Linked DNA regions of Mus musculus: all the other regions are linked to region 4. Evidence: chromatin contacts called from public Hi-C, HiChIP or PLAC-seq and promoter capture Hi-C data. All regions are on one chromosome and are shown on one strand. The core of a region is the stretch at or near the end of the contact, and the rest is flanking DNA. Distances in the headings are between cores, read along the strand shown. Region 1 holds the start of Nova2 (NOVA alternative splicing regulator 2). Region 2 holds the start of Dmwd (dystrophia myotonica-containing WD repeat motif). Region 3 holds the start of Fosb (FBJ osteosarcoma oncogene B). Region 4 holds the start of Sae1 (SUMO1 activating enzyme subunit 1). Region 5 holds the start of Opa3 (optic atrophy 3). Region 6 holds the start of Ppp1r13l (protein phosphatase 1, regulatory subunit 13 like).

What was found. Promoter capture Hi-C pulls out the DNA fragments that hold promoters and counts their contacts. A called contact is a pair of places that touch in the nucleus more often than the background predicts. HiChIP or PLAC-seq counts read pairs in DNA pulled down with a chosen protein or histone mark.
Region 1: a promoter capture Hi-C map of stem cell-derived epiblast-like cells shows a contact between it and region 4, with 4 times the contacts expected there. The contact joins the promoter of Nova2 here to the promoter of Sae1 in region 4. A contact is called at or near these places in 3 of 39 promoter capture datasets (embryonic stem cells, hippocampal neurons and stem cell-derived epiblast-like cells) and 1 of 115 datasets of contacts at active chromatin or transcription factors (embryonic stem cells).
Region 2: a Hi-C map of B cells shows a contact between it and region 4, with 7 read pairs. The contact joins the promoter of Dmwd here to the promoter of Sae1 in region 4.
Region 3: an H3K27ac HiChIP or PLAC-seq map of embryonic stem cells shows a contact between it and region 4, with 3 times the contacts expected there. The contact joins the promoter of Fosb here to the promoter of Sae1 in region 4. A contact is called at or near these places in 2 of 39 promoter capture datasets (hippocampal neurons and liver), 1 of 484 Hi-C or Micro-C datasets (B cells) and 4 of 115 datasets of contacts at active chromatin or transcription factors (astrocytes, embryonic forebrain, embryonic stem cells and 1 more).
Region 5: an H3K4me3 HiChIP or PLAC-seq map of embryonic stem cells shows a contact between it and region 4, with 5 read pairs. The contact joins the promoter of Opa3 here to the promoter of Sae1 in region 4. A contact is called at or near these places in 2 of 39 promoter capture datasets (embryonic stem cells and hippocampal neurons), 1 of 484 Hi-C or Micro-C datasets (B cells) and 3 of 115 datasets of contacts at active chromatin or transcription factors (embryonic stem cells, large pre-B cells and stem cell-derived neural progenitor cells).
Region 6: a contact with region 4 is called in an H3K27ac HiChIP or PLAC-seq map of epiblast stem cells, with 9 times the contacts expected there. The contact joins the promoter of Ppp1r13l here to the promoter of Sae1 in region 4. A contact is called at or near these places in 1 of 39 promoter capture datasets (liver) and 2 of 115 datasets of contacts at active chromatin or transcription factors (epiblast stem cells and large pre-B cells).

The regions. Positions count from the first base shown.
Region 1 is chr7:18,924,590-18,928,892 of GRCm38.p6, forward strand. It overlaps Nova2 (NOVA alternative splicing regulator 2), which reads left to right and starts at 1,299. Exons shown (of 4, transcript NM_001029877.3): 1 at 1,299-1,575. The coding sequence starts at 1,491.
Region 2 is chr7:19,073,860-19,077,619 of GRCm38.p6, forward strand. It overlaps Dmwd (dystrophia myotonica-containing WD repeat motif), which reads left to right and starts at 2,341. Exons shown (of 5, transcript NM_010058.2): 1 at 2,341-2,842. The coding sequence starts at 2,411. It overlaps Rsph6a (radial spoke head 6 homolog A (Chlamydomonas)), which reads left to right. Exons shown (of 6, transcript NM_031255.2): 6 at 179-588. The coding sequence ends at 416.
Region 3 is chr7:19,307,764-19,312,041 of GRCm38.p6, forward strand. Fosb (FBJ osteosarcoma oncogene B) reads right to left here and starts at 2,282. Exons shown (of 4, transcript NM_008036.2): 1 at 1,543-2,282. The coding sequence starts at 1,668.
Region 4 is chr7:16,385,545-16,389,887 of GRCm38.p6, forward strand. Sae1 (SUMO1 activating enzyme subunit 1) reads right to left here and starts at 2,352. Exons shown (of 9, transcript NM_019748.3): 1 at 2,097-2,352. The coding sequence starts at 2,206.
Region 5 is chr7:19,226,770-19,230,706 of GRCm38.p6, forward strand. It overlaps Opa3 (optic atrophy 3), which reads left to right and starts at 1,620. Exons shown (of 2, transcript NM_207525.3): 1 at 1,620-1,815. The coding sequence starts at 1,674.
Region 6 is chr7:19,358,945-19,362,948 of GRCm38.p6, forward strand. It overlaps Ppp1r13l (protein phosphatase 1, regulatory subunit 13 like), which reads left to right and starts at 2,272. Exons shown (of 13, transcript NM_001010836.3): 1 at 2,272-2,372. It overlaps Cd3eap (CD3E antigen, epsilon polypeptide associated protein), which reads right to left and starts at 539. Exons shown (of 3, transcript NM_145822.2): 1 at 444-539; 2 at 146-287. The coding sequence starts at 465.

The DNA.
Region 1 (4,303 bases), core at 49-2,548, 2.5 Mb after region 4:
CTTGCTGTAACTTGATTTCAGTCGCAGGAGCCCGACAGCAGTCTTAGGTCCACTCTTCATGGAGAGATGGACCATCCAAAGGGGGAATTTCCTTGCTGACAGTCAGATGACATGAAGGTACATTTCTCATTTGACCCCTACCCATTGTTTCCTCTTCTTTTCTCTTTTGTTTGTTTTGTTTCTTGTTGATTTGGTTGTTTGTTTTTTTTTAAACAAAGGGTCTTACATTGTAGCCCAGCTTATCCTTAGATTCAAGGCAATTCTGCCTCATACTGTCAAGTAGTGGGATACATGAGTGAGCGCCAAGCTTGGCTGCTTCGGCTTCCTAAGACTCAGTGTCCTCATCTGTAAGACAGAATACTAAAAGTATATCCTATCGTTTTTCCCCGGTGGGATTCAAGTAAGAATCTCTTAGAACCACTCCTGGCACATGGCAAGTGCACAAGTGATGCTCATTAGGAGCAAAAGGTAGCTAGAGATGCCATGCACATCCCTCTAATCCCAGCGCTTGGGGGGCCAGGGAATGGAAACAGCAGAATCAGGAGGTCAAAGCTAGCCTGAGCTACATAGTGAGTTCAAAGCCAGCTTGGGCTATATTACACTCTGTCCAGCCACGCCCCTCCGCAAATAAAAGGGTGAAGGGTAAGGAAGGAAGGCGTGGAGGAGCCTCGCGGTCCTTATTATACCCTGCAGGGGGGGGTAGTCAGGTCTGTAGCGTCCAAGCGTGATGGGCGTGGCCCAGGCTTCAAGGATGGACCAATGGGGGCGCAGAAGGGCGTGGCCTTGACTGCCATGGGCGTGACCTTGCGCGGGTGGGAGGGGCCAGGACGCTGTAGGAGCCTAGCTGAGAAGATGCTCGGGCCAGCAACCACCACCAGCAGCCCGGTCTCTGCTGCTGCCCTCGCCCGCCGCCCCCCGGGCCCCCACTAGCGACCGCCTCCGCTTCTTATCTCCGGCCCCCCGCCCTGAGCAGGGCCTTGGGAGGGGGGCTCGGCCCCTCGCATCTGTGGGGAGCCCTCAAGAAAGGGTACAGAGAGGGTGTCCTGTCTACACCTCTGCACCCCACTGGCTCAGTGACCGGCTTCGGTGATCTTTGAGAGACCAGGACCCCACCCCTCAGTTCTCCATCCCAGACCACCCCCCATACCCTCTCCACCCTGCTCCCCTCCGTCCTCCAGCTCTGTCAGCGCTTCCCCCCCCCAGCCCCCTCCCGCTTCCCTCCCCGCCGCTCCCCTCCCCCTTCCTCGCCGCCCCCTCCCCTCCCCCTCCCTCCCCTCCCCCTCCTCCGCCCCCCCACCATGAGGATGATGGCCGCCGGCGCGGTGCACGGCCTCTTCACGGCCTCCGCGGCCCCGCAGCCGCCGCCGCCCCCGCCGCCGCCGCCGCCGCCGCAGCCCCAGCCTCCCCAGCAGCCGTCGCCGCCGCCACAGCAGCCGCCGCCGCCGCCGCAGCCGCCGCAGCAGCAGCAGCCGCCGCCCCAGGCCCCCCCCATGGAGCCCGAGGCCCCGGATTCCCGCAAGAGACCCCTCGAGACGCCCCCCGAGGTGGTCTGCACCAAGCGCAGCAACACGGGAGGTGAGGCAAAGCTGAGGGACCGCGGCGTGGGGCGTGGGGGGGGATCGCGCGCCGAAGGGGGCATCGCCGTCCTCCATCATCCCCCCCCATCCCTGGCTGGCAGGTGCAAGTGCTTCAGGGAGGGGAGGGGCACCCCTCCGCGAGGAGATGGGGACCCGGACGGACCCCTTTCTCTTGTCGCCGAGGCCCCGGGGGCTGAGAGCTTTGTCTGCGACGAAAGGGGCTGGGGGGGAGGGGGTGGTAAGTGTCCTTGTGGTGTATGAGGGAACCAAGGATGAGGGGCGTGGGTCCCTTCTGGGCCAGTGTGTCCTTGAGGGGTGTGTGATGTGACCCTTTCGGGGCAGGGGTGTTCCCTCGGGCTTGCGTGTCCCGGTTGGGGGAGGGGAAGGAGTAGAGTCAGGCCTGTGGACCGAGAGCTTCTGAGCCTCACTCCCTGGGGATGTCCTGAACAAGGGTTGTCCCGGAAAGGGGCGGGTGTGGACAGTATGCAGGACCGTGCATGGAGACAGACTGGGTGGGTGTGTTGGGTGACATGGAAGAAAGGGTGGGTGTGTAAAACTGGAGGGGAAAGAGATGGAAGGCTAGGACAGGTGTGTATCCGTGGTGGGTCGTGTAGGGCCTGGATATGTGACATTAAGGGACCATGGATGTGACGGGGTAGGGGTGTGTGAGTATGTGTGTAAAAGAGAGCCGGATGTGAGGTCCTCCAAGGGAAGGTGCTTACCAGCCCGGAGGGGGCTCTTGTCCTGTGACACACCAGTGAGAGGGGGTGTGTAACATGCAGGGGGGTGTGTAGGGAGGCAGAAAGGATGGACTCTGGGTGTGAACCGTGAGAACATTCGTGGACCGGGAAAAGGGGTTCTGTGTGGGGGATACCGCTGTGTATAGGGTGGAGTGGGACCAGTAGAAGCTGGTGCTAGGATGTGACATGGAAAAGGGTGTAGGTGTGACTCTAGAGAGGCTGGGTGTGACACATGGAGGTGTGCAATAGTGACATCAGAGGGGGGTGTGTAACTGGGGGGGATGGGGGGATGAAAAGGGAGAGCTGGGGCTTGTGGTTCAGTGAAACCCATGGAGGGTGTGTTCCCAAGGAAATCGGGGGGAAAAATGGAGTTCCAAGCGACTGGGGACATATGCTTAAAACACCCTGGAGCTTGGAGTTGTGTGACACCCAAAACTGTGTAGATGTGTATAAGACAGAGAGCTCTGTGTAGAATAACTGGGTGTGTCACGCTAGAGATGTGGGGGAGATGCAGGGTGTACAAGAGCAGAGGACATGGGTGTGTGCACACGTGTATGAGGCAGCTCAGTGTTAGACGCCTCGGAGATGTGTCAGCTGCACAAAACGGGCCCTCTACGTGTGCCATCCGGGAGAGGTGTGCACAGCAGAGAAACACAAGCCAAGCACAGGACTCCACTTACTATCCTCGATGTTAGGGAACAAGTAGGGCATGGGAGAAGAGGGATCCTCAGGGCGCTTCGGATCTCTGATAAGAAGACCCAAAAATATAATATACAGATTGATTCTCCCTCATGAGTGCCCTGTTCAAAATCCCCTCCTAATCTTGTTCTTGTCTTCAACAAACAGTATAATATCCTCCAGCCTGGCTTAGGTGCCCACTTCCCACCCAGGCATATGCACAGGCTCCCACTTCTTGCTCTCACCCCCTCACCTCAAGCCAGGTGGGACAGGATCCCAAGTTCCTTTGGATCCATGGGAGGGTGCTCAGCAGAAATTGAAGGAAAGGGAAGTTGGGGGAGGGGTGGAAGAGAATTTCCTGCCTATCTTCCTGCACCCACCCCCAACACACGTATGAAAATGTCCAAAGCCGACTTCCTTTCTTCCTTCCTGCCCTGCTGCAGTTGCCAGTCCCAGTAAGGCTCAGGGACCCAGATTTGGCTAGGCGGCACATTACAGCAAGCAGCTGCTAAAGAAGGCCCCTTCAAGTGCTGCCCTGTGGTGCCTACTGCCATCAGGCAGGCTCCAAGATCTGGGTGAATTTCCCAACACAACCCTCAGAAGACATTATTTGAGGTGCGTTTTTACCGGTGAGGGAAACTGAGGCTCTGCAAGATAAAACATCTTGTCCAAGGTCGAAGGCTCCTAAGTGGCAGGTCCAGAATTTATTGAACCCTGGACTGGCTGGCCCACTGGGATTTCAATGCTTCCTTCTACATTGCTGAAACTAAGGGACCATGACTGCAGACCCTTCCTCACCTCCAAACCAAGTATGAGGAAGCAGGCCAGGAGATACAAAAGGGCAGTCCTCAATTGAGAGGGATAGTCTGGGGCAAGGCAAGCGGTAATGACTTTGATCTCGAATTTTCTGGTTCCTTTCAATGGGGGACGGTGGTGGCTGTGGGACACTTGATCCACCCCTGCCCCTTTCCAAGCTTCTGTGTCCCCTACTTCCCAATACAGACATGACGATAACTACATTGATAATGTCATAATGGCTGGCAATATCAATGCTTAATGCCTGACATACAATTGCATCTCCTTCTCCCAATGTGCTATGATGTTTAAAAAAAAAAAAAAACAATAAATTATAATAGTGGCTAACGTTTATGGTGCCGGGAAGTATTATGGAATGTACTGAACATGGGTCATTGAGTACTTCCAATTCTGTTAACCATCTTTCAAATGAACAACTGAAGCACAGAACTGGAAACTTGGGCATGATTTTCCCATTCAGCTAAGAGGAAGCAGGATTTGAACTCGGAGACT
Region 2 (3,760 bases), core at 1,091-3,590, 2.7 Mb after region 4:
GGCATGGCCACTTCAGATCCGGTGAACATAGAACAGTGCTCAGTATAACTTTTGTGGGAGGGACAGATGGACAGAGAAACCCAGTGCGTACCTTTCACCAGTGCACTGGTGAGTGGGCAATGATGCTGTGCCACCCTTAGACTCGCCCTCAAAAAGGATGTCTCTCTCGTTTCTCTAGGAAGTTTGAGAACATATACATTGGCTGGGGTCACAAGTATAGCCCCGAGAACTTCAACCCAATGCTGCCAGCTCTGATTCAGCAAGAGTACCCCAGCGGCCCCGAAATCACGGAGATGAGTGACCCCACAGTGGAGGAGGAGCAGGCCCTGAAGGCTGCTCAGGAGCAGGCCCTGGCAGCCGCTGAGGAAGAGGAGGAAGATGAGGAAGAGGAGGAGGATGAAGACCTGGAGGACTGAGGCCCCAAGCTCCTTCCCATAGCCCTTCCCCTTATTCGTAGCAACAGATTGTATTTTCCTATTGGTTTCGTTCCCTGTCCTTGAAGGACACAGGTAGGAAACCACCCAGTGCTCCAAATAAAACTGCCCCAGCACAGCTGCTTAGTCACATATTCATTCAGTATCCTGGGCAGCTGGCTCATCATTCCTTCTCCATATTCGTTTTATTTTTGGTCTTTCAAGACAGGGTTTCTCTGTATAGCCCTGGATGTCCTGGATCTCACTCTGTAGACCAGGCTGGCCTCCAATATAGAGATCCACATGCCTCTGCCCCCCACCCCAAGCCCTGGGATTTAATGCCGATTTGTTTTAAAAAGATTTAAAATGTTGTGTATTTGAGCGTTTGCACGTGTGTGTGCAGATGCCCTCAGAGACCAGAAGAGGGGGCTAGATCCCATGTCACTGGAGTTAGAGGTAGTTGTGAGCCACCCATCCAGATGTGGGTGTTGGGAACTGAAGTTAAGTCATTCCACCCATTTGTTTTTTATTTTTACATTTTATTTGCGGGGGCGGGGGGCTGGTGTGATGGCTCGGTGTTCAGAGCACTGTTTGCTCTTCCAAAAGACCAGGGACTGATTCCCAAGCACCTCCATGGGACATGGCAGTTTACGGCCAGTTGGCCACGTGCTGGCCTAGCAATGCACAAAATCCTGGGTTCAAGCCCGTCAATGCACATGGTGTAGTACCAACCTGGAAGACATAGAGTCAGGAAGATCTGGAGTTTGTGGTATTTTTGTTGTTGTTTTGTTTGTTTGTTTTCAGCTACAAGGTAAGATGGAGGTCAGCCTGAACTAGAGACCTTGTCTCACAAGGGGGGCGGGGGGAGCAAAACAGAACACAATCTTCTTCTGTCAATGTGATAAAACATAAAATACCTTGACAAAAGGCCGCTTAGGGGAGAAAGGGCTATTTCAGCTTGCAATTCCAGGTCTCAGTACATCATAGCAGGGAAGTCAAGGCAGGGCTGTCTCCAGAATAGAGCAGGAAGAAGGGCATGTGTGCTTGTTTTCTTGTGCTCAGCCTGGGTCTCCACTCTTACACAGTTCCGGACTCCCTGACTAGGGAATGGCACCTCCCACAATGGACTGAGTCTTCCTGTATCAATTAAGGCAATCTCCCTCAGACTGGTCTACAGGCCAACCCCAAGTAGACTGTCCCTCATTGCGATTCTAGGTAGCCTCAAATTGACAAGGTAACAACCATCATCACCAAACCGAAACCAAAAAAGGTAGACAAGGTCAGATAGGCGACAGATGGCTACACTTCACTCTGACAGCAGCAGGGGACCACAGGTGGTCAGCGAGGAAGGGAAGAGCTGGGCGTGGTGTCTCAGGCCTGAGACTCCAGATGTTGGGTCAAGTTTGAAAACTGCCTGGGCTACAAGTATGAGACCAAAGGTCAGTGAGATGGATCGGCGGGTAATGGCACTTGCTGCCAGGTAGGTAGCTTGAAGACCTAAGCTCCATCTTTAGGATCCACATGGAGGAAGGCACTTGGCTCCCTCTGACCTCTACATGCTCGTTCACGCACAAATACACGCAAAAATAAATGCATTTTTTTTTTATTATTTAAAAAACAAAACCAAGAATCGCCCGGAGTCAGCTGTAACAACACGAGGCTTCTGAATAGGCTTTGAGGCTTCTCCGTTGCTGGGCAAACGGTTCCCAGGGCGCTGTTGTTAGGGTCTAGGGGCGTTCCCAACAGTCACACCTCGTAGCCAACCAAACGCGAGGGTCTGTCGCGTTGACCACACCCACATATTGCCTCCGCCCACAGCCCCAGAACCGTTACCTCAGCAACTGTCTCGGCTTCTCCCGCCTCCGGCTCTGGGTGCCAATCGTAGAGGCGTCACCCGGACGACGACCCTACCCCTTCCGGTGCTAGCCCCTCAACTTCCGGCTGGGGGGTCTGGCGGTGGGCGGTCGGGCTGCGGTGCGGCCCGGGGGGCGGCCAAGATGGCGGCGGGCGGCGCGGAGGGCGGCCCGGGCCCCAGCGCCGCCATGGGCGACTGCGCGGAGATCAAGTCGCAGTTTCGCACCCGCGAGGGCTTCTACAAGCTGCTCCCCGGCGACGCGACGCGCAGGTCGGGCCCGACCTCCGCTCAGACCCCGGCGCCGCCTCAGCCCACTCAGCCCCCGCCCGGGCCCGCCGCAGCCTCCGGGCCCGGCGCCGCGGGTCCCGCGTCGTCCCCGCCGCCCGCCGGCCCCGGGCCCGGGCCCGCGCTGCCCGCCGTCCGCCTCAGCCTGGTGCGCCTAGGCGACCCGGATGGCGCTGGGGAGCCGCCCTCCACGCCCTCCGGACTGGGCGCGGGAGGAGACCGCGTCTGCTTCAACCTGGGCCGGGAGCTTTATTTCTACCCCGGCTGCTGCCGCAGCGGGAGCCAGCGGGTGAGTGCTCTGCTTGCTGGGGACTCCGGTGCCGAGAGCGCTGGGGTCCCAGAGTGACAGAAGGCCCCGAGGTTGGGCATCCCAGGGGAGCCTGGATCCTGGAGCTAATGGAGTCCTGAGAGGTTGCAGGGGAATCTTTGCGTGGGGAGGTTCTCTCCGGTGGTGAGTGTTCAGGACGTGATGGCGCTTCTGGGAGGAAATGGGGGAGGGGGGTCACGGAGGTGACAGATATTCTGTGGGCTTTGGGGAATCCTAAGAGGATACAGGCCCAGGGGATGGAGAACGGAGAAATGCATCCTGCCTTCTGGGCCTGTTGGAGGGAGTCTTAAGACTTGCCATACCCAGGGCTGACGGGATTTGTAAGGAGCCGAGGTGTGGCTTAGGGGTCGACGAGCAAAGCAACAGGTGAAGGAGCTCCTAAAGAATATGGTGTCTAATGGCTTTGGAAGAAATGAAGGGGGTTTGGCAAAATGATGGGAGCTCTGAATTGATGGGGGTTCCTGGCAGGGGACATCCCCAGGTGTGACAGATATCTGTAAAGCAATCCTAGAAGAGGGGTGACGTGAGGAAGTGGGGGAGACAGAGAGATGGGGATCCGGAGAATCCAGTGGTGATAATGAGGGACTGTAGTGACTGATGGCTGGCTGAACCACAGCAGATGTCCTGGAGTTTAGGGGCTCCAGGCTGAAGGAAATGAGGCTTTGGCGATGGATCCCAGGATCCCATGTCAAGGCTGCCGAGGTAGGAGGATCCTCTGGCCTCATGGCAGCCAGTCTAGTTGAACTGGTGAGCTCCGGGTTCACTGAGAGACCCTGTGTCAAATGTAAGATGCAAAGCCAGGGAGAGAGATGCCCGATGTTGACCTCTGACCTCTACATCTCTACACAACACACAACAACCACGCAGGCGTATACTATG
Region 3 (4,278 bases), core at 1,032-3,531, 2.9 Mb after region 4:
CAGAACCTGGTGACAAACCTCCCGGGATGGAGCCACAGACATTCACACACACATACAGCCAAAACACCCCACCCCCACCACAGAGGGAGGGAGAGGGAGAGGCCTTAGCCCAAGCCTTCCTCTCCTCCACTCACACACAAACACACCCCCCACTGCATGAGGGCTCCCGCAGGGGCGGAGATCCCAGTTCCAACGGTGTTGGGGGACCGGCCTAAGAGTTGAGAGCATCCCTTCCGAGTGTCTGTCTCTTCCCCAGTGAGACTGACAGGTTTCAGTGAACTGATAGGCAGAGAAAAGTGACAGCGAGAATCTCTCAGACTGTCTTGCAGGGGATGGGGTGACATAGGATCTGCGTCCCCGAACCCAAGAAGCGTCCATCACGCCCCCCCCCCCCCTTCCCGCAAGTGGAATCCTAGAGGCTTAACTACTCTAGGGGGCGTGGCGAGGGAAGGGCTGAATCCCTGGCCAATCAGAGCCCTGGGAACTAAGGGAAGGCAGACCTTTTAGAGACCACCTGGCTGCCTCTCCGTAGGCTAGCTCATCTAGTGTTTGAACACCTCGGAAGGACTGAGTGTCTAGAGCTCAGGGAGCACGTATATGTGTGCCTGGAGAAGGGATGAGGCCTTCAGTTCCCCCTTAGAGGCGCTAACACTCAGCCAAAAGCCTCTAGCTTATGACAACAGGACCAGGTCCACACAAGGTCCTCGCAGACCCATGGGGTGACAACGAGTCCCCCGATCGCGACAAGAATCCCCTAGCTCTCCCTCTTGGAGACCCCCAGCACGGGAAGAACCACAAAAAGCAAGGAAGGGAGCTACGCTCTACAAATAGGAAGGGAACGCTGATTGGCTAAAGCTCGCGCCGCGACAGCCAATCACAAAGCCACGCTGCCCCCTCCCTTAGCAACGTGGCCTCGGCGTTCCAAAATAGAACGTGCCCGGGACGTCAGGGGCGGGGCGGGCGGAGGGGGCGCTGCGCGCTGTGCGTGCCCCGCGTCAGACGGAGGATTCCAGCGCGTCAGCCTTTACGCACGGGTCCCCCGTTACGTCTCCGCGCAGGAGGCGGAGGCAGCGTGACCGGGGTTCGAGGCCCTAACTCTTGCTGGGTGGAGGGTGACTGCGGACTTGCAGTCCGCGTTTTGAAGGAAGAGGGAAGAGGAGGAGGCTCCTGGAAGCTTCTCTGGAATTTTTTGTTTCTTTTTCTTCCCCTACTTGCCTAGCTTCGGCTTAGGGAGCCGGCTTTCGGCTAAAAGTTCTCAGCTTCTGCTAACCACCGGGTATATACTTTGCACCGGGCATCGCCAACGTTTGCCCAGCTGCATTCCTTTCCCGCGCTCCGCGCAAATAACCTTTTGCAAACATCACTCCATTCTTTGCAGTTTGCAAACAACAAAAAACCAAAGTGCAAACCGAACTATTGCAATCCCAGATCCTGGGTTTTGGCGCGTCTCTATTTGAGAGGATGCTCAATCTACACTTTAGCCTGAAAGAAACACCCCCCCCCCCAACCACTAAAGTAGAATCTTTACGATCTAAAACTTACCTGGGAGGCGGCGGCGGTGGGTGGACTGCCGAAGGAGTCCACCGAAGACAGGTACTGAGACTCGGCGGAGGGTGATGAGCTACACCGGGAGCCGGAGTCGTAGTCTCCGGGAAAAGCTTGAAACATTTCCCTGGGCACAGGGGGGCCCCTGTGACCACGCTGAGGTCGCCGGGAAGCCAAGGCTATGGCCGAGTGGAATGAGATGCGAGTCCGGAGTAGACCGGACACGTCTCCAAAGTGCGCTGCTCGGGGAAGCTTAGTCTCCGGTTCGGAGAACTGCCCAAGTTTCGATGCAAGTTCCCTCTGCAAGATCCCAGATCCCCTTCAGACCGCCGCTGTACCTCCTGAAAGTCCAGGCTCTGTCGGTTTCACGGGGGGCGACGCGGGGATCGCTCCCCGCCCAGAAACCCGCCGGGCAGTGCCGCGGTGCAGCGTGCGCTTCAGATGCAGTTCCAATCCTGTCGAAGCGTCCCAAGAAATGAGGGAGAGCAGAGGGGCGCGATCCAGAAGCCCACAGAAAGAAAGTCTATCCTCCGGACGAATCGGAAGAACGATCTAGAAAGAGTCTTGCAAAAAGGAAACCCACAAAACTTTCTCTCCAGTTTAAAAATATATATAAATATATATATATAAATTTTTCACGGCCTCCAAGAAGAAGAAAAAGAAAGAGTCACCAGTAGTCAAGTCCAGCAAGCCCCGGCTCCGCGTGTCCCCGGCGTAGCCGCTCCAGTCTTATGAATGAAACCGGGAGCTGCCGGGCTGAATTTATGCCTCCGGGACCCGCCCCCGCGCTTGCGTCACCCGCAACTCCATGCACAAACCTCCCAAACTCTCCCTTCCCGCCGACTGAGCTCCTTGTGGCGCCCTCCAGGGCCTCGTGCACCTGCCACCTGCCCATAGTGTGACCCTGGGGGTCTCGGGGGTCCCCAAGGCTGCGTTCTGAGGGGCTTCGCGGGAGGGGATCCCGCCCCGCCCTCCCCGGAGTTCCTGTGACGCAATTAGCCATATAAGGAGCTCGGCCAGCGCGGCCCAGTGTTTGTTTGGTATCCTAGCAATTACGTCAGAGGGAATCCCTCGCTCCTGCGCGCGCCCGCTGTTGCGCTGTGCGGAACCCGCCCGCGCCTGCGCAGTTCCACGCTGTCCCGGAGGCTGAGATTGACAGGCGCCTAAACTCCCTCAGAAGGCCCCTGCTGACCCGGGTTGGAGAAGGTGCAACTCCAGATCCCAGGTCTGCTTATACCCCTGGGACCCCACCCTCCCCAAACCGGTGCAGCGCCCCTGCTGGTGAAAAAGAGCAAGGTCCCCAGTGCAGATTCTGGCGAGAGGGGTATAATCAGTCTAGGTGGGGAAACTGAGGCTCAGGAGGAATTGGAGAGTCTGTGATATCTCCAGGTGTAGGGATGGGTAAGGATGCAGTCCCCTCCCCACTAGCTTTGTCACGGATTCTGTGTGACTCGGTGAGCTTGGAAAATGTGCTCCCTCCCTGATCTAAAACTTCAGTACTCATAGCTAAGCAAAGGATAGGTGGCTTTTCCGGGTCCCTGAATCTGGGGGACCTGCAGAATTGGAGCAGGTAGGAACCCACACCCGGTGAGTTCTTCAGGCTTGATGGTGTTGGAAGCCTCTCCTTCCCACTTAGCTCAGGAGACAGAAAAGAAAGTGTGTATACAATAATAATTGAACAATAATAATTGGTGGTGTCTGGTGGTGGTGGCAGCTGCGGCAGCAGCACACATCTTTAATCCCAGCAGAAGCAGGGAGATCTCTGTGAGTTCGAAACCAGCTTGTTCTACAGAGTGAGTTCCAGGACAGCCAGGGCTACACAGAGAAACCCTGTCTCGAAAAATAAATAAATAAAATACTAGTGCATTAATATAATCGGTGGCATGTGTTTAGCAATCAGCAGGTATCAGCCCCAGCAAGATGGTTCACAGGTAAAGGAGCTTGCTACACATACCTGACAACCTGAGTCCCATCCCTGGGACTCACGGTGGAAGAAGAAAAATGACTCCTAAAAATTGTTCTCTGATCTCCACATGCATGCAAAGACAGAAAACAACCAGTACTCATATGTAGTAATAATAATAATAATAATAATAATATCAATATTAATGATTTAAACAAAAGGGGATGTGAGGGCGGGAATGTAGCTTAAAGTGGAATGAATGTCTAGCATGTGTGAAGTCCTGGGTTCTATCCACATCCAGAAGGAAAGAATATATATACACGTATTGTGAACATCCCCTCCCCCTATTGTGAACATCCCCTCCTCTTTCTACCCTTTGCCCTCCTCCTTTCTCTGTCTGTTTTTGAGATGGGGTCTCATTATGTACCACCTTTGGCCTGGAATTCATTCTGTAGGCCAGGATGACCTCTACCTCTTGAGTGTTGGAGTTAAAGGCACCTTCCACCATGCCAGGCATATCTGATCTTATGTCCTGCTTGTTTGTTTGTTTGTTTGTTTTTAAAACAAAGACTAGAATTTACTATGTACCCAAGGATGACAATGAACATCTTGCTCTCACCTCTATATTGTCGCCAGGCCTGGTTTATTACTGGGGATGTAATCCAGGGGCCTCCTGCATGCTAGGGGAGCCCTCTGCCAACGGCTGCTGCATCGCTGGCCAGGGTCCTGATTCTTAAGTACCCACTAAGAAGGATGCCACCAGCAACTGCAAAAAGCCTGGGAGACCCCAGGCCAAGCCTAGGGAAAGAAAACTTTTCCAGGGGAGATGC
Region 4 (4,343 bases), core at 1,102-3,601:
CATCTGAGTGTATGTATGTGCAACACATATACACATATGTATGTATGCGCAGTGCCCACAGAGGCCAGAAGATTTCAGATTCCCTGCAACCAGAGTTACAGGTGGTTGTGAGTCATCACGTGGTTGAGGGGGAATGAAATCTGACCCTACTTCCAAGAGCTGCTCTCTCGGTCCTACCCTCCCCACTTTAAAAGTAAGGGTCTCATTATGTAGATCATGTGGCCTAAAGCTCACTGGGAATAAAGGTATATGCCACCATGCCAAGGCCTTGAACTTCTGATCTTCCTGCACTTACCTTTCAAGGGCTAAGATTACAGACATGCACTAACACATCTTGCTTATATGGTGTCTCCCTCCCTCCTCAGCCTCCTGAATACTGGGATTACAATGTCCAGCTTTCTGGTTTGATTGGGGTGTTTATGTAGACCTAGCCTGCCTCTGATAGGATCAAAGCTTGTATCACCATGCCTGACAGTGTTTTTGTTTTTTAAGATTGTATTTATTTACTTATTATATGTAAGTATACTGTCGCTATCTTCAGACACTCCAGAAGAGGGTGTCAGATTTCGTTATGGATGGTTGTGAGCCACCATGTGGTTGCTGGGATTTGAACTCCGGAGCTTCAGAAGAGCAGTCAGGTGCTCTTACTCACTGAGCCATCTCACCAGCCCGTGTTTTGGTTTTTGAGGTTAGGTGTCCCTGTACAACTCACGATGGCATTGAACTACTCTGTACTGAAGATTAACTTTGAGCCCACTCCTCCATCCTCAGCCTCCTAAGTGCTGCAATGTCAGGTGTATGTACGACACTACCCTAGAGCCTTATCACTATGGAACTTTATTATTTATGAATATTGCTCTTAGTCCCCATCAAAACATAAGCTTCAAGTTGGGAAGGAGCCTATTTAGTTCAATAAAAAATGCTCAAGGAGCCCAAGTAAGATGCCTCACCAAGTAAAGTGCTTGTCTCAAATGCCTGGGGGACACCTGGCAACCTGAGTTTAGACCTCAAAAATCTACATAAAGGAACTGACTTCACAAAGTTGTCCTTTGGCATCCACATCAACACCATGGAAAACGTACAGAGAAGTCAAAACATAAAATTCTAAAACCTCTCCCCCAAAAAATGCTCCCCCCAAAAATGCCTAGGGAGCCAATGTGTGATGATGCATGTATTTATCTCAGCACTTAAGACAAGTAAGATCTCTGCAAGTTCAAAGCCAGCCTAAGCTATAAAAACAATTACCTTTGGAGTTTGTTTTGATTTGAGTCAGGATCTCACTGTGGTAGCCCTGGCTGTGTTGGAACTACATAGCTCAGACTAACCTCGAACTCACAGACATACTCCTGCCTCTGCCTCAGGAGTACTAGAATTAAAAATATGAACAACCATATCCCCACAAAATATAATTTATAACTTGAATATGTTAAGGAAGCCAGGCGTGATGGCACGTGCCTTTTTAATCCCTGTACTCATTCGGGATGCAGAAGCAGGCAGATCTCTGAGTTTGAGATCGTCTACAGAGCGAGGCCCAGGACAGCCAGGGCCACAGAGAGAAACCTGGTCTGGGGGAAGGGGAAAGAAAAACAAACAAACAAACAAACAACCCAACGTCTGTAGCTGTGTGCTGAATAAATTGGGCCACTCTGCGCCTCTCCAGGGGTCCCTTTGTCAGGACTTGCCCTCAAGCACTCCTCTAGAGGAGCCTGTGGGGTTTGTCAAGTCCCCAGGGCGTCCAACACAGGTTCCCATGCATAGAAATTAATGAGCTCAGCCCGCCACCCCCCTATTTTGCACTAATGCTCACCCCACTTAGACCCTACAAGCCTCACCTAAATCCCACCATCACCAGGTACTGACACCGAGGGAGCCTCAAGTTCAAATCCTCCCTCTCCCCCGCCTCCTCCAAGGACACTCTCAATACTACACAGGGGACATCTCCACCTCCGGTACTTTGCAGAAACACCGTCCATTCGTCAGTTCTGAAGCACTAGGAAACCCAAGTGCAGCAATCCCGCCTCCGCTCCACAACAGGGCCGCACCCACTCCCTCAGGGCCCACACGCCGGCCCGCAGGATGCCCGCGGCGCCCCTCACCGCTTCTGGGCCTCCAGTCCCCACAGGCGGATCTGTCGGTCATACTGCGCTGCCTCCTCCTCGCTGATGCCACCGCCGCCGCCGCCGCCAGCCTCCTCCTTCTCTACCATGGCGCCGGCTTTCAGCTCACCCGCTCCCGCTCTCGCTAACCGCCAGCAGCGAGTCCGTGCACCGGGGACGCGCTTGCGCCTGCGCAGAGAGCCGCGCCTGCGCAGTGCCACCTCCGTGCTTTGCGGGAGACCACGTGGATACCGAAGACTCCAAGGCCCGCTCGCTGCCCCATCACGTGATGGAGACGCCAATCAATCCCGGAGAGGAAAAAGAAAAAAAAAGAAAAGTGGCGGGTGTTTTGATTCCTCGAGGATGTCCACGCGGTCATTTATGAAGCGGATCTGGATCGAGTTGTCACCGGGATTCCAGCATCGATGGTGTGGTGAAATAAAGATACTACTTTAAAATAACAACACATGGAGCTCACTACCTATTGAGGCGAAAAAAATAAAACAAAAGAAAGCTAGACTTTCCTCCTGGACAGAAAAAGAGGAAGGACTCCTCTCTGCCCTCTCCTCTCCTGACACATTCTCAAATCCTTATGTAAGATGCAAGACTCAAATTGATCATGGTGGGCTATGCCTGTAATCACAGCTTTTGGACAAAAATAAGTGAAAGGAATCAAAAGTTAAAGGCCAGCCTGGGTTACATGAGATCCTGTTAACAGAAGCAAACCTAAATTTATGAGCTCGTGCCTGTAATCCCAGCATTCATGCCTTCACAAGGCTGAAGTAGGAGAATTACTACGAATGAGATCCTGTCTCAAAACCGTCAAGGACTGAAAAGATGGCTCAGTAAAGTGCTTGCCTGAGTTTAATATCTATATTCCTATTTAAAACAAAAACAAAACAAACAAACAAACAAATTTGTAGTGCAGATTTGTAATCCCAGCACTTGGGAGAAGGTTTTCTGGGCCTTGCTCAGACCCACACTTATCTAACCAACAAACCCATATCCCAATGAAGATATCCTGGGTCAAAAACCAAGGCTGATGCTGGGTGATGATGGCTGCCCAGAGCTTTAATCCCAGCACTCTGGAGGCAGAGGCAGGAAGATCTCTGAGTTGGAGGCCAGCCTGGTCTACAGAGTGAGTTCCAGGACAGCCAGGGCTATATAGAGAAACCCTGTCTCAAAAAACAAAAACAAACAAACAAACAAACAAACAAAAAAGAGTTCAAAGCTGGGGCTGGAGAGATGGCTCAGTGGTTAAGAGCACTGACTACTCTTCCAGAGGTCCTGAGTTCAATTTTCAGCAACCACCTGGTGGCTCACAACCATCTCTAATGGGATCTGATGCCCTCTTCTGGTGTGTGTTTGAAGACAGCTACAGTGCACTCACATAAATAAAATTAATAAATAAATCTTTAAAAAAAGAGAGAGAGTTCAAAGCTGGGGCTGGCGAGATGGCTCAGCAGTTAAGAACACTGACTTCTCTTCCAAAGGTTCTGAGTTCAAATCCCAGCAACCACATGCCCTCCTCTAGTGTGTCTGAAGATAGCTACAATGTACTAAGATATAATAATAAATAAATCTTTAAAAAAAAAAAAACAGAGTTCAAAGCCAGTCTGGACCACATAGCAGGACTCTACCTCAAAAAAAAAAAAAATTAGAATAAATCCCAGTATGGTTACACATGCCTTTAATATGCCTTTAATAGCAGCACTTGGAAGGCAGAGGCAGGTGGATCTGTGAGTTGAGGCTAGGCTGATCTACATAGCAGCTCCAGACCAACCAGTGGACTGCAAATGTGAGGATTTAAATTTGGTTCTTTAGAAAGCCAGATTTGGTAGTCAGCATGTCTTCAATCCCAGCACTCACACCTAGAGATAGGAAGCAAAGACAGACTCCCCCAGCCTGGTATATGCTGCAATGAAAAAGGGATGTGAGCCAGTCGGTGCTCTTAACCGCTGAGCCATCTCGCCAGCCCCAGCTTTGAACTCTCTCTCTCTTTTTTTTAAAGATTTATTTATTAATTTTATTTATGTGAGTGCACTGTAGCTGTCTTTAGACACACACCAGAAGAGGGCATCAGATCCCATTAGAGATGGTTGTGAGCCACCAGGTGGTTGCTGAGAATTGAACTCAGGACCTCTGGAAGAGCAGCCAGTGCTCTTAACCACTGAGCAATCTCTCCAGCCCCAGCTTTGAACTCTTTGTTTGTTTGTTTGTTTGTTTTTGTTTTTCGAGACAGGGCTT
Region 5 (3,937 bases), core at 370-2,869, 2.8 Mb after region 4:
CAGCTACACTTTGCCTCTTTGATGGACATCTTATTTTATTTTTGTACATTTTATTTTGAGTCAGGACTCACTAAGTTGCCCAGGCTGACCTTGAATTCATTATGTAGTCCAGGCTGACCTAGAACATTCCATCCTCCTGCTTCAGCTTCCTGAGTGCTTCCATGACAGCTGTGTGACACCAGGCCCAGCTGCCACCAATATAAATGAAGCACGGGTCCCCTGATGCGAGGACTTGACCAAAGGCACTGATGGGAAAGTCCGGGGTCCCTTGGCTATGTGTCACCAGTTTTTTCTCTTGATAGCCACGACCCCTCTGCTCCTTTGCCTTCCGGTCCCTTCCCGTCCCCAACTACCCATCCTCACGCCACCATCCAGGAATTTCTCTCAACTAAGTCTTGACTTTGTTTATATGATTTTGCTCCCTGCTGGGTAAGGGAGGACAGTCTGGGACATGTCCTTAAAGTTCCTTCCTGAGCCAGCTCCCTGGGGACCCTTACCCTCCAAAGGAGGAAGTCAGGCTGCTTGAGAACCAGTGATATTAGGCAATGTGGTGGCTGAGAAGCCCCGTGTCACCCCGTTCTTATGGGACCCTCAGTCTTTCACTCGGTTACTTGGGAAAAGGATGGATTAGCTGTAGTGCACATTTGGGCTTTGCGGGACATGCTCTACATGTAGTTACTTCCTGTGTTTTACATTCAGGATTCACACACAAAGCTGACTAGTAGAGCCACTCAGTGAGCATGGCGCAGCGATAGAGTCACCGCCTAACCCCCTCCCCCCTGGGAGGAGCTGGAGTCTTTTGCTCAGTGGTGGAGCCCCCCTCCTAAGATGGGAAATGCCTTGGGGTTCAGAGACACAAGCCTCACAACACAGAAAACACAAGACAGGTACTGTTATGTGTGACATTTTGCTCACGGGGATGCTGACATCAATGCTGGGCCGTGTAGCGCAGGGCTGTGATCCCAGCACCGCACTGCGGCACAGACACAGGAGGATCAGGAGTTCCAAGGACAGCGTAGGCTACACATTGAGTTCGGAGCCAGGCTGGGTTACACGAGACCGGCTTTTAAAAACAATTAGGGGAAAAAAAACAACAACAAAAAAAGAACGAACCGATTTCCTGAAGGGTTGAGTCACTCCTCCAACTTCAGAGAGTGAGTAAAGCGGCAGGTCTGTATGACTACGCGCTGACTCGCTCCCCTCCCCGGCGAGGGCACTAACCGCCGGGAAGGCGCACCCCGACTCTTTAGACTTAATTGGGACTCACCAGGCGCCTCCTATGGGCAGGGAAATCGACTCAGTACGTGACATCACGCAAGACGCGGTGACGTCAGTACGTCGGGACTAGGGCTCCGGCCACGCTCCCACGAGCGGCCGTTTAACGGCACCGCCCTCTGACGCTTCACTTCCGCCGCACATTTGCATACCCAACGTACGGACGTCGAGGCGTCGACGCGGCGACGTCACGAGCGCCCGCCCCCCCCCCAGCAGACAAACACCCTCCCCACCACCTCCGCCGCGAGCGTGCAAACGCACGCTCCTACGTAGGCACGTAGGCAAGTCCTTCCTTACGCAAGCACGCACGGCCCACGGGCGGGTGGGGGAGGAACGGCGAGGTCGGCGGCGCCCCGCCCAGTCAGCAAGGTTGCGCGTGCCCCAGGGCGGCCGCCGAGATGGTGGTGGGCGCGTTCCCCATGGCGAAGCTGTTCTACTTGGGCATCCGGCAGGTTAGCAAGCCGCTGGCCAACCGTATCAAGGATGCTGCCCGCCGCAGCGAGTTCTTCAAGACCTACATCTGCCTACCGCCAGCCCAGCGTGAGTCTCACCCCAAGGCCTCTAGCCCTTCCATTCCCGATCTTTCTAGTTCAGGGGAACGGCGTCTGTGCTTGACCAATCCCGGCGCGAACCGGCAAAACGCTATAGCCAATGAGGATGGCTTCTGCTAGAGGGGCGTGTCACTGACCCAATAGGGAAGAAGGGAGAGCAGTCAGGGGCGTCACCGCGCGAGTTTGGAATGCAAGCCAATAGAGAAGAGGGCTTCTGGCGGTTGACGTCTACACCAGCCAATAGGATGAGGTGTGAGAAACACCAGGGTGGAGCTTATTGTCAGAAGTTAGGGGCGGGACCGAGAAGAAGTCCCCTTAGCGATCCGCTTCGGAGCCATCCTTAAGAGAGACACTTGACTACAGAAACCCCAGTTTGTCCCTCAGTTTCCCTTCGGCCCTGTGGGTGATTTGCGTATCACCCTGGGTTTAGAGCACAGAGCTTGTGCGTTAGTTTTACACTGAGTTAGGGTCGTGATAGTGTTGGAATCTTGCGACCTGGCAAAAGGATGAACCCAGAATGGGCGTCCTTCCGTTTATTTATGAGTTTCCTCACACCGATCCTTTTCGTTCGGTAGCCGCACCGTGCAGGCTTCTTAGCCCGACACTGGGAAAGATACGGTCCTAATATGTCCGCATTATGTCAGGAACTGTAGGCAGACTCGAGTTTAGAGCAGCCGGGTGAGCCAAGGGAGTCTCCTGAGCAAAGACCTCACTTGCTTCGCAAACGCACCAGATGTGTGCTCCTAGAAAAGACTGATCTCTGTAAAGCAGAGACGAGGGGGAAGTCTTTGTAATTTACCGAGAACTACCGTTCATGTTTGTCCAACGCCCCATGTAGCTTATAAATGATATGATGAGTGTTTGTTTTGAGCTGACCCTGCTTATAAAACAACAGGGTCTATCTACGCCAGTACCAGTCTGTCGAACCAAGACTCATACAGTGACAATCTAGATGGGATGGCAGAGCCCACTAGGTACCTGACCTGACATAGAGTACAAAGAGCACTTCCGGGTAGAGGGAATATTCCAACTGAGACTGAAGGGTGAGGAGAATCTCACCAGACCACTGAGGGACATTGTTGGCTCCAAGGGTGGAACATAGGCACTAAGGGGACCCTTGACTTTTCTCCTCCACATGTGTGTTTAATAAGATTCTTGGTCATTTTGGGTTTTGGTGGAGCTTCTGCCTGGGCCAAAGGTCTTGCAGTGGAAATTTTGGGATTTTGAAGCAAGAAATGATGGTATAGACTCACATCCCAGTGTTTGGGAGGTTGAGACAATAGGAACAGGTCAGCTACCTTAAGATACCTGATTGAGTTCAGTCTGGGCTACATGAGACCTTGTCTCAAAACCAAAGATAAATAAATAACTAAACAGACAAACCAGCCTGTCATGGTGGTGTACGCCTTTAATCCCAGCACTTGGGAAGCAGAGGCAGGTAGATCTCAGATCTCTGAGTTCAAGGCCAGCCTGATCCACAGAGTGAGTTATAGGACAGCTAGGGCTGTTACACAGAGAAACCCTGGCTACAAAACAAAACAAACAAACAAACTGGTCCCATATGTTTGTCAATCTCAGCACTTGGAAGGCAGAGGCAGGAGAGTCAGTGCAAGTTATGAAGTATCTTTACTTATAAAGTGAGTTCCAAGATCTGCAGGACACAAACCAGGGATGACAACTTAAATTTATAGAAGAAAAAAGTAAGCCATCGCAGGCAGGAATTTGGTCACTCTCCAAGATCACACTCCATTACAGTCAGTTCATCATGGTAGAGGCTTGTGCCAGAGCCTAGCTGTGGACTCTGGACCTCCTGGCCTGTTCAGCTTCCTGCTTTTCTTCCAAGTCCTGGGACTAGTCTTAGCTTTGTGGTTTAGGGAACGGCTTTACCCTGCCCCTTCAATGATGACTTTGGGCAGGGGAACATAACCCACCTGAGCCTCTGTTTCCAGTTCTGTACAGAGGCTATGGAGAGACAGGAGCAGTTAGTGCCTGCCTACTGTGGTCCAGTCTGTATTCTCCCAGCCTGTAGGGCACCTAGTCCTTAGTGGCTGCAGTGGCCTTGCTCTCCCACTGTATGGATGTCCTCTGTGCATTTATGCAGCCTGAAATGC
Region 6 (4,004 bases), core at 1,022-3,521, 3.0 Mb after region 4:
GCCGGAGCTACACAGAGAAACTCTGTCTCGAATTTTCAAAAAAAGCCTTCTAAAGTTCTGGTTCACGTTCTACAGTGAGTTCAGCCTCTGGGGTGGGGGGGTGGGGGGGAATCCTCCCCGTAGGTGGCCTGGAAGCGACACTCACCATTGTGGGGCGAAGTCTGCAGGGGCTTGGATAAGCCACAGTTCTGTATCTGGACCTGTAAGCGCCTCCAAGGAGAAACGGGAGGGTTCCGAGTCTGGCGACATCTCCGTGAAGTGGGGAGGGCAGGAGAACCGAGTGGCACCTGAGAGGAGACAGTCGGGGGGGGGGGTCCTTTTGACATGGCCAACCTCTCAAAGTACCCGTTGGTCCCTCACCCGCCCGGCAGCCCTCCCCAACCCCTTCTGCACCCAGACCCTCCCGGATGCCCTTCGTCTCCACCAGTTCAAGCTCCACTCACTGCAGGCCTGGGTACCCGCCATTCCAGCTCCGGAGGGGCCCACGCAGGACCTGCGCGGAACGCTGCCCACCACGTGGATCCAAGGGGTGGAGCCGCACCCGGAAGCATCCAAGTCCTGTAGGAGAGCTGGGCCGTGGCTCGGCGCTGTCACTATTTGCAGAACCCGGATAACCTCCACTCTTAAATTTCACACAGCATAGGATTAAATAATTTCTCGACGATGCCCTGCAGGGGGAAATCAGTTCCCTGTTCGTCAGAAACGCAAGCTAGCTCGGATCTAGGGTGCCTGTTCCCCCGACAACTTTGCTCACGTGGTTTCTTCCAACACCGTCTTAAAGGGGCAGTGACTCGCCTAGGCCACGGCTTTTAAAGAGACAGAAGATCTATTTGCAGCATTCTTGCAAAAGCTAGGTAAGAATTCTGGTTGTCACGATTGTACTTTTAAAGCTAGAGTGTATCTTCGGAAGTCCCTGGTGCAGCGAACGTGGAAGATTTAACTGAACCAGGTCGGAAAATAGAGAAAAGTGTACGAACGGAGCATTTTAATAGCAATCAGAGGCGGAGCTTCTGAAGTCTAGGGGAAGCGGGAAACTGAGGGGGAGGAGTCTGCAGAGTCATGGGAGGAGCCTCGGACCCCAGAGCCCCAGAGCCTGGCTTGAAACGGGGTGAGGGTTAGTGTCAGGGAAGACTTGTAGATGTCCTCGTGGACTTAGTGTCCGGAATGGGAAGTATTCCTCACGGTTCCGAGGCAGGTAGAGGTGCAGCTGGTCGGTCCCTGTCTGCTCCGCGGCCCAAGTAAACAGCGGCGCGTGCACGTGGGATTTGGGGGACGTGCCCACGCCCCCTCCCAGCAGGACTGCAGCGCATGGGGTGGCGGGTGGAGCCGCGGGACGGTGGCGAGACAGGGAGACTCGACTGCATTCCTGGCCGGTGTGTCAGCGTCGCTGCCCGCCCCTTCTGCGGAGATTTTGGAGACTCCTCCAGCATTGGGATGCTCCCCCCTTCTTCTGAGGCTTTTGAGAACAGAGGTCACCAAGGCTACGAAGGAGTGTTCCCTCCGCCAGGAATCTCCAGACTATGTGTCCACCCTCGCGCGTGGGCGAGAAACTCTGGGGCTCGCCCTTTGTGGGCTTCAAAACTCCAATTCCCAGATAACTCGAAGGTGGCTGGCGATGGACGTCGGTCAGGAGTCTGCTGGGGATTGTAGTTCAGCTTGTTGCTAGGCACGCCAGTAAATCGCCAATGCTGTGATGTTTTGTTTTGTTTTTTTGAGACAGGGTCTCTTTATGTAGTCCAGGCTGGCTCGGAATTCGCTGTGTAGATCAGGATGGCCTTGAACTTTCAGAGGTGCGCCTGTCTCTGCTTCTTAAGTACTAGGATTAGAGGCCCCTTATTTTTATTTTTTGTTTTATTTAGACAGATAACCCGGGGCTTGGAGTCCTGATTAAGGTGGGTCCTTTTCTCGCCATAGTATTGGTCGTGTGAATTTCTCCGCGCCTCCCATCTCCTCCTTAAGTGTCCAAATCTTCACTCAGGCAAGGGGACACTGAGCCTGGAGGAGTGGGAAAGGGCTCAGGGGTTCTTCCCTTGTACCCATAGTGAGGTGAGGGTCTAAATTCTTGTGCATTTCGCCGTCCAGGACGTCCATGATCTTCTGGACCTAGCTCTGGCTGACTGTCAAATGGATCGCGTCTGACTCCAAATGGAAGTGTCCCTGGCGGCGCCTCGCCCATTCGGGACTACAAATCCCAAGGTGCTCCAGGCAACCGCAGTTCCCCCTCCTCCGAGGGACACGCCTCCCTCCAGTCAGAGTCACGTCGTCTAACCTGTTCCCAGGCGACTGCCCCGCCCCGTCCTCCGCTCCCCGCCGCTGGAGCCGGAGCCGGAGCCCGAGGAAAAGCCCCCCGGTGCCAGGATCTGCCCCGACGCGTGAGTTCCACCCCCACCCAGGGTCCAGCCACCCCAGAACCGGATACCGCGTTCCTGGGAAGACTTATTGGAAACTCGGACCTTAAGTCCAGGGGAATAGTGTGGGGAGCTCACGCCTGGATCCCTGGAAAGAAGGAACTGGGGTGCCGACTTTACTGGGCAGATGGATAGGGGGTTTGGACATCTGCTCTTAGTGGTGCTCGGAGCCCTTGGTCCTGGGGAGTTATTGGAGCTGGAATTTTTTGAATACTTTAATTGGGGACCCTTGGAAGTGTCTTAGGGTGCTGTTGAGGTCCCGGGTCTCTGTATTTGGGGCAGATGTGGGAGATCAGGACGTTCTAGAATGGTCCGGCGCCCGGTCACCCTCCAGCTGCCTTCAGCACCGAACCACTAGGTGTTTGAGTAAAATTAGTGGCACTGGACTAGTGGATCCTGGTCTTCGAAAAGAGTGGGACAAGCACGAGGGGCGTGGGTTTCTCAGGAGGCTGTGTGCGCTACACCCCACCTTCTGGTTTTGGGATGGGGGCAGGGAGTGAGAAGCCGGGGCAGCTCTCCAACCTCTTCTGTGCCGCTGAGCGAACCCCAACATGTCATTAGCTGGGGCGTCAGACCTGCCTAACCAGAGGAGTCACATTCGCCCAGGAGCGCCCCCTAGCGGAAGCGGGAGTCAGACCTCTTATTGCCCCCACGGGATGGGAAATAGGTGGTGTTTGGTAAAGTCATTCTAGAGCCCAGGGCAGAATAACAGGACTGCAGGGCTGGATCTGGTAGGCTTCTGTGGCCGTGTACTGCTGCGTTATGCGTTACAGAGAATGGAAGTGGTAAACAGGCTGGCGGGCCATACAGGCAGTTGAATTGGACGTCTCCTTCGCTCTTGTGACAGCTGTCTGTGTGTGGAAGGAATTCCTTCACTGCCACCAGCTTTTCTAATTAACCTTCTTCCTCCTGGGGTGGGGCTCCTTGTGACCCAGAGGTGAGGCATGTTGCCTCCACTTCCATCTGTCTGACCTGAGGTATTATGGGAGATAAGGGAGGGAGGGAGGCTAATTCTGGAGGTGTCTGTCTGTCCTTGAGCCAGGGAGAGGGCAGGGGCAGGCACGCACCTCCCACTGTCTCTCCACCTCTGAGCCCTTATGTAGGGGGATTACGAAGCTGGTGGGGGAGAAGGGTCTGAAGAGGGAGGGTGTTTGCGAATGCCTGGGCTGGAGTGACAGCCTGAAATGAAGCTAAGGAACAATAGCCACAGCTGCCAGCACAGGCTGTGTGTGTCCTGCCAGGCTCAGGTCAGGATGGGTCTCTCTGTCCACACAGGCATTTGGCAATCACCCAAAGGTAGAAACAGCGAGTTCCACCTTCAGTGGAGTTCGTTGACCCCCGAGAGGATGCCTCCCTAGCAATGGGGAAACTGAGGCTGGTCCTGGGAACTTTCCAGTTTCTGTCTGGAACCTTCCAGGGCCTCTCATCCTGCCGTAGCCCTACATTCCTGGGGATAGTCACTGTTGCTCTCTGGTGGGAGAATTAGGGTCCTGTGGTCTAGAGGCTCAGGCGGTTGAGACCACTGGCAACAGAACGCACAGCTCTTAGAAGCGCAGAAGGAAGGGGTTGATGTGTGGCTCAGCCAGTAGAGTGCTC